Regions from separate parts of the Mus musculus genome. Here region 2 is linked to region 1. Evidence: chromatin contacts called from public Hi-C data. All regions are on one chromosome and are shown on one strand. Each heading gives the region's core, a stretch centred on a gene start, on an enhancer-like site or on the middle of the called end of the contact. The rest is flanking DNA. Distances are from core to core; before and after follow the strand shown. Region 1 overlaps Gm36723 (a long non-coding RNA gene). Region 2 has its middle 26 kb from the start of Gm36441.

The links. A called contact is a pair of places that touch in the nucleus more often than the background predicts.
Region 2: a contact with region 1 is called in a Hi-C map of liver, with 3 times the contacts expected there. The contact joins two enhancer-like sites. A contact is called at or near these places in 1 of 15 datasets of contacts at CTCF or cohesin (the NIH/3T3 cell line), 5 of 484 Hi-C or Micro-C datasets (bone marrow-derived macrophages and liver) and 3 of 115 datasets of contacts at active chromatin or transcription factors (CD8 T cells, memory CD8 T cells and microglia).

The regions. Positions count from the first base shown.
Region 1 is chr12:25,378,598-25,384,870 of GRCm38.p6, forward strand. Gm36723 (a long non-coding RNA gene) reads left to right here. Exons shown (of 12, transcript XR_001780577.2): 2 at 1-3,870. Among named protein-coding and RNA genes, the nearest start is that of Gm36723, 26 kb to the left of the region's middle. Within about 2 kb of position 3,149, at least 13 of the 459 cell types and tissues checked have an H3K27ac peak or open chromatin away from gene starts, as enhancers often do. A contact at or near this core is called in liver, where this site is marked.
Region 2 is chr12:25,231,576-25,238,655 of GRCm38.p6, forward strand. No RefSeq gene overlaps it. Among named protein-coding and RNA genes, the nearest start is that of Gm36441, 26 kb to the left of the region's middle. Within about 2 kb of position 1,591, at least 43 of the 459 cell types and tissues checked have an H3K27ac peak or open chromatin away from gene starts, as enhancers often do. A contact at or near this core is called in liver, where this site is marked.

The DNA of each region.
Region 1 (6,273 bases), core at 1,899-4,398:
AGAGATATTCTAAATCAAGTAGTTGCTATAGCTTTAACAAAACTACAGGTAAACTCCACTTTCTTTGAGCGTACAAGGATTTTGATTTGAGAAGACACTTTGAAAAACACCTTGCTTCATCAGCCTTTGGGTTTAGTGAGCATCTGAGAGCCATTTTTATAGTGTGAGTTCCCCCCATGATCTTCCCTCCCCTACCCCCTAAGTCTGCCCTGGAGGCAGAGTGACCTGGAGCTGGTTGCATGCCCTGAGGTGGAGGGATGCTACTGGGGCTGGTCTGGGAGTTCCCTAATGTCAGTGGGCATTTGGAAGATAGTTCACTGGAAACCCCTTTGTTATTATTTACATATATTGTGCTTGCATTTTCGGCTCATGTATTCCCTGGGAATCTAATTTGTAAATAATTACTTGACAGAAATGAAGCTGGGTAGAAAATTCAGAGTGTGCAGTGGCCCAAACAAACCCCAGAGAGGAGACTCGAGCGGAAAGGCCAGCTCCTACAAGGCCTCAGCACGCTTCCTCTGCTCAGCCGTTAGCAGCTAATAAGGTCCCCAGTGTAGAAGCAAATTCTCAGGCGGTGGACGGACGTGGTGGACACACCAAAGTGGCCATTAGCAGCCAGGCTGGGAGCAGAAGGCTGAGCTGGCATGCTGAGAAACTGCTTTCCCTGTTCCGCTCTCTGTGCCAAGGAGCAGTGGTAAGGGCAGGACTGCTCTTCCTGTATGAAGAGCCAGAGCGCCTAGAACAAGGAGGTGCCACAAACTAAATGCTTGTGTTCCCCTCTGAGTTCCTATGGTAAAGCCCTAATCCCCCTTGTAGGCTGTATTGGAGGTGTAAAGAATAGATTATGGTTAACTGAGGCCCTTGAATGGAGCTTTAATCAGAAGGGGTTGCGTCTTCAGAAAAGGTACTAGGGCTCTCTCCCTATACCCACTTACCAAAGCAAGGCTGTTTGAGGACAAGCAGGTGACCCTCTACAAGCCAGTAGGGGTGCTATCACCCAAAACTCACCTCATTCAATTTAGATTCTGAGCTTTCTACTTCTAGAGCCATGATAATGAAATCCTAAGACCTTAAACTGTCCAGCAGGTAGCATTTTTGTTACAGTAGTCTGAGCTGACCAATACAGGGTAATGGACTGGAGATGTGTGTTACAGAAAGCTAGTCCTCTGCACCCTCTGGGATGTTTCTTGCTGCTGTGATAGCTCCTGAATACCTGCTCCCATCGCCTTGAGCCCTGGGCCCTGCTGGTCAAGGCCTTCTCTAATTAGCTACCTCATCAGTACACCATCAGCAATAAGGGCCTGGCAGCTTGCCTTCTACAAATCTATTTAGCCTTTGGATATCTTACTCCAGAAGGGATACTTAGCCATTACTGCATGCCCAGTACCTGTTACACTTTTGTAGACAGGAGCAAGCAGACATACTTGCTATAACAGATAGCCCTGTCCATATAAGAGCAAGCAAGGGCTTAGAACTGGTATCAACTCAGTTATTTCATAGTTGCTCTGAGCCTGAGACCGTCTAAGCACTCATTGCATGTGAAGTTGACCAAGGTCTCATAACCACATGCGGGTTAATTCTACCGCTCTGTCCTTCACAGAGAACAGAGGCACAGTTGGTTCTAGGACACACAGCTAGCAGGTGACAGAGCCAGGGTCATCCTCATGCAGTCTGAATCATGCCTTATGATCAGTGTGAAGCTGCCAGGCCAGGTAGCCATAATCTTATTGTAGATTCCAAGTCTCATGTGTAGGATCTGATGGGGAGGGGGGACACAAAAAAGGGAGTCTCTTTTCTTGGTGGCTGGGAAAATCTCCCTAAGCCAGGTCTAAGTGTATTTGAAGGAGGGTGGAGTTGGTAAATCCCCCAAAACAAAGGTGCCTGGGCCAAAAGAGCCCGAAGGTATCCTAGGAAGGTTGTGTGTGTAGGAAGATGGGTGGCAAGGACTTAGCTGAAGAGACAGAGCGTCCACACATAGCCCAGAAGGCCTGAAAATGGAAGGATCATATAAGGATTTGCTCAAGGTAACCACTACTATACTGCAGAGAAGGGATTGGAACTCGGGCAGAGTGGAAGCAGAGGCCTTTACTTTCATAACAGGGAACCTAGATAGAAGAATGGGGGGTGATTTCAGTAAGGGGTGGGTGGCATTTTGAACTGGCACAGTGGGAACAAGTGATGGAATCCCAGCGAGGAAGCTGGCACATGAGGAGACAGTGGCCTCTGAGAACTCTGGGGGAGCAGCTTAGTGATCAACATCACAGTTTTAAAGTCAACTGGAAAACTTGCACAGAGTTTGGATTCTAGAAGCAACAGATACCGTCATCAAATCCATTGCTTCCCAATAATTGTATTACTTTTGTCTTTTGTCCTGAAGGTCCTGTGTCCCTCATATTTGTAGTGACATGCTACCAGCTGTCTCTCCTCAGCCAGGTCTCTTCGGTGTTTATCAGTAGTCTGAAGTTTCTGTAGTAAGTGGGAATGTAACATGAAGGGCATCAAGGTAGTGTTTTCTTTTTGGCACACCTCTGGCTGCCACCTTCTAGAGATACAGGACAGAAGAGACCCATTGATCCTTCAAGTCTCCATCTTGGAATCTTTCTCCAGCTCCACTGACGACCCATCTCTCTGTTGGAGTCTCCAAATATATTCTGAACATCCTTTTTAGAAACTGCTTGTCTTAAGGGTGTTGATCGTGTTGTTCTTCCTTGCATTTTGCAAGCCTCTCCGAGGCAGGACTTGTCTCATTCCTCTCTAGGATGGAGTACAGCATGGAGCTCAGTGTGTCTTTCTGTAGTGAAGGAACAAGAGAATGGGCAGATAGGGATGGCTGTGCTCTCGCCAGCCCTACACTGTCCCTCCGTGCTTAGGCAAGACTTTGGAGATTGTGATAATCCTGGATTGCTTCTAGCTATCAGGGGCAGACAGCCCGATGGCTGGAGTGAGAAGACACTTCAATGTTCGTACAGCTGTTTGTCGAAATGTTGACTGAAAATATTCTTTGAAATGACTATTTTTCAAAGAAACCTCTTTCAAAAGATACTGCTTCAAAATGGACTTGATAACTGAGCCCAGAAAAACGGGCCCCTGGGAGGGAGACAGTGGCCAGCACATCAAAGGCTTCCAAAGGTCGATTGCAAAGGGGAGGCATGTGCCTGACCGTCTTGGCAAAGTTGTCTTTGTAACTGATCTGCTCCAAGGGCCATGGGGCACAAGGACATCAGATTTGTTTGAAGAGAGAAACATCCTGTTAGCCTTGGAAAATTATTACACAAAGCCACCAGAGTGCAACTTCCTCCTATCCACAACCCCCCACCCACCCAGACAAGGCTGAGCATCATAAAAATCTCCACCCCTATACCATTCTGCTCGCTGTCAATCATAGAGGCCAAGTGCCTAACATCCTGGCAGAGAGGGCTAGAAAGATTCCCTTCCTTGCTTGTTTAGTTGTATAACTTAGTAATCCCCTTTCCCTTCTTTAAGCTCACTCACTCGGACTTGCTGTGGTGAGTCTTCTAGGCTCCAAGGGCCAAGAGACCTAAACTTAATCACTAATTCTGCTATACCCTGGAAGCTTGGGCCAATGACTTCTGATCCTTACCTCATCTGAATAGATGAGCCACAAAGCCTATCTGACCAACTCTCAAGGATGTTCTGAGACCCCAGGAAGCAACTCAGCATAGCTCGACATGCGTCATTGAACTGGGACATGTCATGTCCTTCTCTGAGTCCTTTCTGTTGGAAAGCCCTGATATTTTGCAAGAGGAAGCAGATGCCCAGAGATGTTGAGTTATATCTCCAAGTCATACTAAGGAACTGGCTGGAGGGTCTGAGAGTGAGACCGGTGTCTTATATGCTTCCCAAACACAGGTACGTTGGCTTGTCAGTTTTCACTTATTGAAGCTCGGCAGGTAAGCTATCTAATACTTGCAAATGACTGTCACCACTTCAATATAAATACCCAGTGTGAGTGCAGCCACACCTGTACATGTACCTGCCACTACTGCATGCTGGCTACCACTGGGTTTACACAAGGAAGTGTTCTCTCCCTTTGTCTACTGGATGGCTGCTAACTGGGTCATATAATCTTTCCCTGTGACCTATATTAACATATAACTAGTGAGCATGATACACACAGTACTGCCTGATGGCCAGAGACTATTCTGTGCCCTTTGTATGTCTTACCTCATCTAACACCAAGGGAAACTCTCTTGGGGAAGTACTGGCCTTATCCCAGTTTCAGATGGCGAGCTGAGGTACAGGAATGCTAAAGAATTGGCCTGATGTCTCAGTGCTAATGGCAGTGAGAGCCCGCGCTCAGGAAGTTCATTTTGAAAATCCATGTCTGCTGAGAAAATGAAATGCACAAGCCGCTTGTGCTCCTGCACCTTAGAGTGATGGAGGGACTTCAGGGGGACTTAGGAGCCACACTAGATTGTTCTTCACTGTGTAAACCTGACTTAACACCTAGAAGACAAGGTCACTCAGGAAAGACGTCCCTGGCACCACCCTGGGGCACATCCAGTCGTGTGTCAGCCCCTCTATCCAGCAGGCTGCTGTGGTGGGGATTTTCTTCTACCTTTTGTCCACGTGTACAGCTGTTCTGTTCCTGTCCCTTCTGCATGGCTTATGTGTGAGATCACAGCTGTGCGAGCTGGTCTGGCTCTGTCCAGTCCTCACCTTAGGGAACATTCCTGCTTCTCCTAAGTTATCAGGCTCTGTGGGCTTCTCCACCTTTTCTCGAGGGGAATCTGATATTTTTACTGACTGAAACCTAGCAACAGCCCTCAGTGGCCAGGCGGGCCCACAGCAGCATTCGCTCTGTTTTCTTGTTCTGCCATATACATAGAGAACAGAGAAGAGACTTGGACTAGGGATGTATGAGATTAAACAAGCACTTGGAAGTGAGGCGGTGGGCCTTTTCAGAGGGGTGAAGCTTGGCCATTTCCTGTCCTCCTATTCTGTGAAGTCCAAGACTCTCCATCTAGCAGCAGAGTTGGCCCTTAGCAGGCGCCTAGCAGATGAGTGCTTTTCTGAATCATCTCTACTTCTTCAGGTTTGGTAGATGACTCATCATTTATTCATCCATTCATTCACTCATTTACTCATTCACTCACCCACTCATTCATTCATTCATTCATTCATTCATTCATTCATTCATTCATTCACTCATTTACTCATTCACTCATTCATTCATTCATTCATTCATTCATTCATTCATTCATTCATTCATTCATTCATTCACTCATTCATTCAGCAAACATTGGTTTTGACTTAGAGTCTCACTATACTTGCCAGACATCCCCAGCCTCCTAAGAACTGGGTTATGGGTGTGCATCACCATGCCTAGCTTCTCATTAAGCTTTTAGTATGAAGCAGCTGTGAACTGTACTGAACTTTAGACACCAATTAGATTCATGCTCAGCTTCAGAGACCCTTCATTCCAAACAGATGGAAATCTGCACAGTGAGATAAGAGCTAGAGCCAAGGTGAGGCATTCAGAAGAGCCAGGCCTGGTGGGTGTGAGGGGGAGGGGCCAAGGAAGATGCTCCTCTAGAAAAGAGAGAATGCAGGTGAGGGAGAGGGAGGGAGATAGGGAGAAAAACATAGAGAGGGAGGGAGGAAGAGAGGGAGGGAGGGAGGGGGAGAGAAAGAGAGAGAGACAGAGAGATAGAGAGGCAGAGGCAGAGAGGGAAAGCAACCTCTAAGGAAGGCCTTCATTACCATCCCACATTCCTCTTTGTCGTTCCCACTGTGGCAATGTCCTCTCAAGGCTTCTGCCTCTGGATGCCATTTCATTTTCTAGAATGCTTTAGTACCAATAGTCTTTTGGAACAAAGTAGGCCTAAGTACAAGTTCCCAGTGTAGTCCTTAGACATTTGAAAGAGAAATTAGCATGTGTATAGTCTCCTGCACAGACTTCAGATCCCTCTTAGGGAAACCTGAAGACTTGTCCATTGCTTCATTCCCTGTGTGAGGAGTCTCTTCTGAAGTCTGGCATGAGGCTAAGTGAGGCTCTTACACTTGGTCCATACTCAGCATTGTAGGGAAAGAAACCCAGGAGGCAAAGTCAAAAGAAGACTCAGAGGTAAAGCAACCCAAGACTGGCACAGCTGGAGCTCACTGACCCGTTTTTCAGCTAATGTTCTTGTTACTACAGTGTCCAGGAACCTCTGAGCAGCAGCTGTTAGTGGAATTTAACAGTTGTGATTGTCCACACACGTGTATCATCTATGTGGGGCTATTCCAGTAGGACCTGAAGAGCCTGGCAGA
Region 2 (7,080 bases), core at 341-2,840, 150 kb before region 1:
GAAGGATGTGGCTCCCGAGGCTACTCTCAGAGGCAGGTATGTTCTGAGAGAAGAGGAGGAGAGGATGCCTCAGGGAGACAGGATGCTGCCTGGCCCGAGGTTTCCCTCCTTGAGGCTGAAGCCAGTCACCATCCCTGAGGCACAGGGTGACCTCTCTCCTAGTGTACAGACTTCAGGGACATCAAAGCTTCGTGTGGCTGTGCCGAGACAATTGGCATGTTTTAGTTTCTGGAAGGAAGCTGCCTTGTGGCTCAAATGCATCTTTTCCCTACCTCATGTGACACATGTGACACCCTGCCCCCAAGTTAGTGTGTGATCTGACCCTGAGGACTCCCCTATCAGGAATAACAAAAGGGAGAGCCTGTCTGTGGCGGGGACCCAGTAGGTTTTACTTTCTCTTGTGCTTTTAGACCTACATCTGATGCTTTGCAAAAATGTCCAAGCTCAGAGACTATCAATAGCTATGGCACACTGACTGCTCACCATGTGACAGGCCCTGGCTGTGAATGACAGTCTCTAGGAGTACTGGTCTCTGTATCTCACTACTTTACCGACACGATCATCAGCTTCAGGACATTAACCAACTTGGCACACTTCAGGAAAAGGAAGAGCTGGAGTCTGCTGGAAGGGGTGTGATTCTAGAGTGTTTGTTAACTACGTGTGGAAAGAGACAGCACATCATGTAATTTGTCAAAATATGGCTCATTGGACCTTGTTGAAGAAGTAAAAGAAAAGACAGGTTGAGCTAAAGGTGAGGCGAAACGAGGGTCCCCAGCGTGTCCACAGCCTGAGAGGGAACATGGCACACTTTGATTTGAAGGTGGTCCTCAGCCTCCAGAGCCACCGGGGAGTTCATATCTGTTGTGCATCCCATTCATGGGCCTTGGTTATATTAGCTCAGAAAACAAATACAGTGGATACACAGATGCCACTGTCCCCTGGCCTTCGGCCTTAGCCAAGAACCTTGTGATATGGCCTGGGCTACTTTCCAGCTCCCTACCCACCTGTTTGCACAAAAGGAGACTTTGGGATGCCTCTATCTCACCCCAGCTGGACCACCCACCCTAGATCATGCTGGGGACTGGGGCAGCAGGCACTTTTGTGTGTGTGTGTGTGGTTTGTTTTTGCTTTTGCTGGGAAATGATAAAGGCTTTGGGAAGAAATGATATTCTAGGAAGAAGGAGGTTGCTGTTGACAGAGTGAGGGACACGTGGCACTTCTCCAGAGAAAGAGCTCAGGCCAAAGAGGGAGGAGGCCATGGCACATGGTGCCCTTGCACCTGTCTGTGTGGTGCCGGAACTTGAGGGCACAGGAGGAGAAACTACAGTGTGCTGTTGCCTTTGTGCCTGGCTGTTTCCACACAGGCTTGGAAAAACAAATAGAGCAGAATATCTGGCCTTTGAGATGGTGACGCTGTAGCCTGTCTCTACCATGGGAAGCCAGCATTGGCATGGGGTGGGGGGATAGGGGTGGCTTCCTTACAGAATGAGAGCCCTGAAGTGGCTTTCCTGTCTGTGCCCCTAGCATGCTCACTCCTATTTCCTGCCCCCCTCTGAGTCTCTTCGCTCAGAAGAGGTGGCAGGACAGTCACCCTTCCTGGCTGTGGATAGAGGGCCACTTGTAGCCTGCACACTGGGGACATTGTTTAAGATGGTGTCACCTCTGTAAAAATATTGGTTCTGTAGTAGTGCCAAGATTTCTGAGTTATCTCCCAGCCAGCACTCCTTGTACAAATGCAGCCTTCCTTCAGACAGGTTTAATCAGTGCGAAAATGTTCCTGGGGCTGCTGGACACCTCCTCTCTGTGCTTGCCTGTCACCATCAGCCACCAAGTAGCAGCCACATGAAGCTGTTCACGTGGGGGCAAAAGAGTTCTTCGTCTAAAAAGCTGAGAGAAGCTCACCCTTGCTGCCTCCCACTAGTTAACAGTTAACTAACCTTTAGGGAATATTGTCTGTCAATGAAATTTGTAAAAGTTTCCTGGCTACTCAAGGGGACTCTGTCTTCAGCAGAGCCTAAGGCTCTGAGAGTCCCATGAGCAAGGTCAAGGTTATGAGCCGCAGGCTTGGAGGGGCAAGCAAGAGTGTTGTAATTCAGAGGCTCTCAGCAAACCCTCCAACCAGTTTTCATAGAATAATTTGATACAGCTATCCAACTGTTAGAAGACACAGATGGGGGGGGGGGGGGAGAAATTGTTTCTGCCTGTATCCATTTGAGATTAGAGAACGTTGTTTTTCAAGTTCTGCAATTGAATAAGAAGATCAAAACTAATTTAGAGTGCATTAAAAAAAATCTGAGCATGGACAGAAGTGAGTGAGAAAACACGCCAAAGTCTGGAATGTAACAGATTTATTTATTAATGTATAATAATGACTGTTAATTATTGTATAATAATAATTGTTATTATAAAGCAGAAAAATATTTACTCAATGTGGCCAAATTAAGAAGAAGGACAAAGAGATCCAGAGGCTGCTGCTTCCTCAAGTCCATCTTCCAGGTCCTCACATGAGGATACAGCTCATATAGAAGGTAAGAGACATTGCAGCTAAGCAGCAGTCCCATTGAGGTGTGGTCCCACCACCATTGACCCAACGTTGTCCGGGCTTTGGTTGCTTCCTGTAAAGGGTCTGATAAGTTGTAAATGTCTTTGGGCAGAAATACGAGTAACTGATTTGTCACGGTGTATGAAGGATGGCAATTCAATAAAGCTGTTAATTCTGTCTTTCCCCATTCGGGTCTCCAACTCCTATGTAGCAGAGGCTGAGGGTTACCTTACACTTTGGCTCCCTGTCTCTACCTGAGAACTGGGACTATAGACTTGGTTGCTGTGGTGCTGAAGCTCAAGCCCAAGGCACCATGTATATTGGCAAGAATTCTACAAACTGAGCTACAGCCGAGCCTCCTCTTTATTACTGAAAGCCTTGTAAATGGCAGTTTCAGATCATGCATTTTCTCAGAGAAGTTAACAGACACACAGTTGGAGTCAGAGTCTGGGGAGTTCGTGTCTGGGTTTGTGGCTTCTCTACTGGCTTACTGTGTGAGGTTGGTCAAAGCCATGAACCTCTCTGGGGGCTCTCTGAATACTGTTATTGGCTGATTTGTAGGTGATGGATAAAATGAACAAGCTAGCCCTTGAGAAAAGAAAGGTCTCACAGACTTGGCCTGAAAGCAGTAGAAGAATAGGATTCACTTTCTGCTGATTCCCTTGCCACTCATTCTGGACCCTTCTCAGGACTGACGTTTGCAATCTGTGATGGGAAGCCACGCTGGAATTGGCTTGTTACTCAAAAATATTGCAAGCAAATATTAGCTCAAGATAAAGCAACACGAACAACACACAGGCCAGTTTACCCAGAAAAACAAAATCTCACTGTGTTTTCAAATGATAGTATGTGATTGCTTCCAGACTCATGCTTACACCCAGTTTTGTGGCAGCAAGATCATGCCTTGGGAAATTAAGGCCGGGTGAGGGGCTAGGGCTGGGGGTGGGGGAGTGAAGGGGGTGGTGGTGTCCCAGGCTAGCTTTGCCATTATGTAGGGTCTGTGTTCTAAAAAAAAAAAATCTTTGTTCCTGATAAGGTACTTGTTAGAAAAACGGGGACTAAATTTATTGTTGGCATTTGGGGAGCCAATTTCCATGCTGTAGCGCTGGAACTCGGAGCTGGGGAAGTGTACTTGAAGCCAAAACTGGCTTTGTGGCTCTGCTTGCGTCCGCTCAGCACCACCTGCCTCCAATCAAACTGTCCAATTACACGAGACATTTTTTTTTTCACTTTCTGGGAAGGGAAGAAATTCATCCAGGGAATGAACCGATTTCTAAATGTTTTCTCTCCCCACCCCTTAAAAAGAAGAGAGTGGGGGGAAAGATAAGAAACCGCAACAAATCCAAACAAACAAGAGTGTTGGCCCGCCGAGGCAGCACCTCCTACAGCAGCACTTTCAAGGGTCAAACCCAGAAGGCTGCTGTCCACAGGCTTCCATGGTTTTGACCACTGCCATCAGATCTATAATTACCTCTTCCAATAAAGTTATTAGCCATTCAGAAAGAAAGCGTCTCTTTCTTAACTCGCAAGGCAGTAATTAAAGGCTGCGGATTTCACCTGTGAAATCTTGCAGAAAGTATTGAGCTTGAAGTCAAAGAAATTTAGCAATCCACCGTGACATAATTACACTTTTTCCCCCTCTCCAAATAAAATCTTGTGGTTGAAACAATGAGTTCGGGGCAATGATACTATTTATCTGTGAGCCCCAGTCTCTCTCTTTTCAAACTTTCTTTTGACTTCCTTTGGCTTTCTTTTCTGAAAAAGCTCAATTCGCAGCTGAGAAACAGAATGAGCTCGAAGGGGCTGGGCTGGGTGGATGGCGTGTGGGCATGCCATGATCGGGGACGGTAATTACAGATGTGCTCACCCCTGGCAGGCGAACTAGCAAAAGAACATCCCTGGGTGCTTCTAGTTTGCATCTTGAGTTAGTCCTCGTCAGAAATAACAATGGGACTGCTCACTCTTTTAGGATTCCATAGAAACTCATGGAAAGAATACCCATGATATAAGATACAATTTGCTAAACGCATGAAACTCAAGAAGAACGAAGACCAAAGTGTGGACACTTTGCCCCTTCTTAGACTTGGGAACAAAACACCCATGGAAGGAGTTACAGAGACAAAGTTTGGAGCTGAGACGAAAGGATGGTCCATCTAGAGACTACCATATCCGGGGATCCATCCCATAATCAGCCGCCAAACACAGACACTATTGCATACACTAGCAAGATTTTGCTGAAAGGACCCAGACATAGCTGTCTCTTGTGAGACTATGCCGGGGCTTAGCAAACACAGAAGTGGATGCTCACAGTCAGCTATTGGATGGATCACAGGGCCCCCAATGGAGGAGCTAGAGAAAGTACCCAAGGAGCTAAAGGGATCTGTAATCCTATAGGTAGAACAACAATATGAACTAACCAGTACCCCCCCCCCCCCCGAGCTCGTGTCTCTAGCTGCATATGTATCAAAAGATGGCCTAGTCGGCCATCAGTGGAAAGAGAGGCCCATTGGTAGTGCAAACTTTATATGCTTCAGTACAGGGGAACGCCAGGGCCAAGAAGTGGGAGTGGGTGGGTGGGGGAGCGTGTGGGGGACTTTTGGGATAGCATTGGAAATGTAATTGAAATAAATACCTAACTAAAAAAAAAAAAAAAAGAAACTCATGGAAACCATTTAGGGGTAACTTTCTTTGTGTGTGTGTGTGTAAGTGTGTGCATATATGCGTGAATACACACACGTGCACCCACACATGTACATGAGTGCAGGTTTTGGTTGAAGGCCAAAGGCCAACCTCAAGTGTCTTTTCAAGTGTACCCACTTTGCTGTTTCCGTGAGACAGGATCTCTCACTTGCTTTGTCACATTGGCGTTCGCAGGTTAACAGTAAGCCTCAGGTAGGTTTGGGGGTTTGAATTTGTGTTCTCATGCTGATCTGTCCCCTCAGGCCTGTGGTGGGCACTTTTCACCTCACTGCTAGCAAGGCCTTGGTCTTTTTAAGGCTACCACCCCAAGCTTATCCAGGCAACATGGCTCCCATTCTCCACTCTGAGCCCACTGAGTCACTCAAAGGGTGACTCTACTCCAGGGAAATTCTCTTGAGTGCTGGGAAGTAGCTGTTCTCCTCCTGGAAGGGACCCTCCCAGGTCAGTTTCCCAGGGACACTTTGACTTTTCTGTCCCCTCTCTGGGCCTGATGGGCCACTCTCTCATGCAATCACTGTCATGCATGGTGATTCTCTGATGACCAGGGAATTTCTTCTCCTTAGGTTTTAAATGACTATCTGAAGAAAATGGTGGTTGGAAAAAGAAGTGATTTCTTCCTAGTTTTCTGGATATTTCCTTTGCATTCCTTTAGAGTCCCCTTGTCCCCTAAATGTCCCCTAAGTATCTACCCACCTTTAGGGATTGTTCTTGGCTCCCTTTCTTCCAACTCTAATGCACCCCAGAGGGAATTTCATGTAGGTTGTGAATTCACGGGGGCTCTCATCCTATTCTGGGGGGAAGTAGTACTTGGGAGAGGAATGGGAGCTGTATGTTCCATATGTGTGCTACGTTCTGGTTTTCTATGAGTGTGTGCATGTGTGCACGTGCGCATGTGCAGAGGTGTTTGTGTGCAGAGGACAACTATGGGTGTCGTTCCTCAGGAGCTGTCCACATGACTTCTTGAGACAGGGTTTCTTACTGAACCTATAGTTTCTGATTTGGCTAGACTGGCTGGCTCCGTGGCTCGTCTCATCCTTGTTTCTCTCCAATGCTGTGAATACAAGTGTGAGCCATGATGATTTTTATGAGAGTTTCAGGGATCCAACTCAGATTCTCATGCTTGTAAGGCAAGAACCTTACCCATCGAGCCATCTCCCCAGTTCATACCCTGGTTTTCTGTAGGTAAAGACGGGTCGTTCCTTTACCTTTGTGGGTCTTTGTTATCCCAAGAAATGTGGAGAGCTAGTAGCAGGCACTTGGACCCATTAAGCAGAAGTCACTGATTGTGCAGTTCTGGCCCAGGCTAGGCTGGGCTTTCTGTGCTTCAAGCATAGTTTGTGTTGGCTCCAAAACTGATCTTCCTTGGCTAGCCTGGCCACCAACTCACCACAGGTAATGGCTCAAGTTTAAGTTAATGATAATAAAATAAAAGTTGAAATTCCCAATAGCCATATTTCAAGCACACGTAGCAATAGTGAGTGCATTTGGGCATTCTCTTGGACAGCAATAGAAATGTAGAACATTCTAGAATATACTACAGAAAGTTTACAGGGTAACAATGCCTTGAATGTTCCTCTGGGTATGTCTGCCGAGACTTTCTTTCTGATATACCCCTTGCCTGTGTCTAATCATGCCACCCATCCAGATCTTCTGGCTGACTCTTGAAGCTGGGTGTGCCAGGCTGGGGTTAGCAAGAGATTCTGGGAGCAGTTACCCTCAATCCGCATTCCCCAGCTCTGGGATCTGATGCCTTTTGTGTCTCATCCCCTTCCCATCAAGTGGACAAGTTCAGGCCCCATATCAGGGAACTGGAGAGATTGGGCAAGATGATGAAGGTA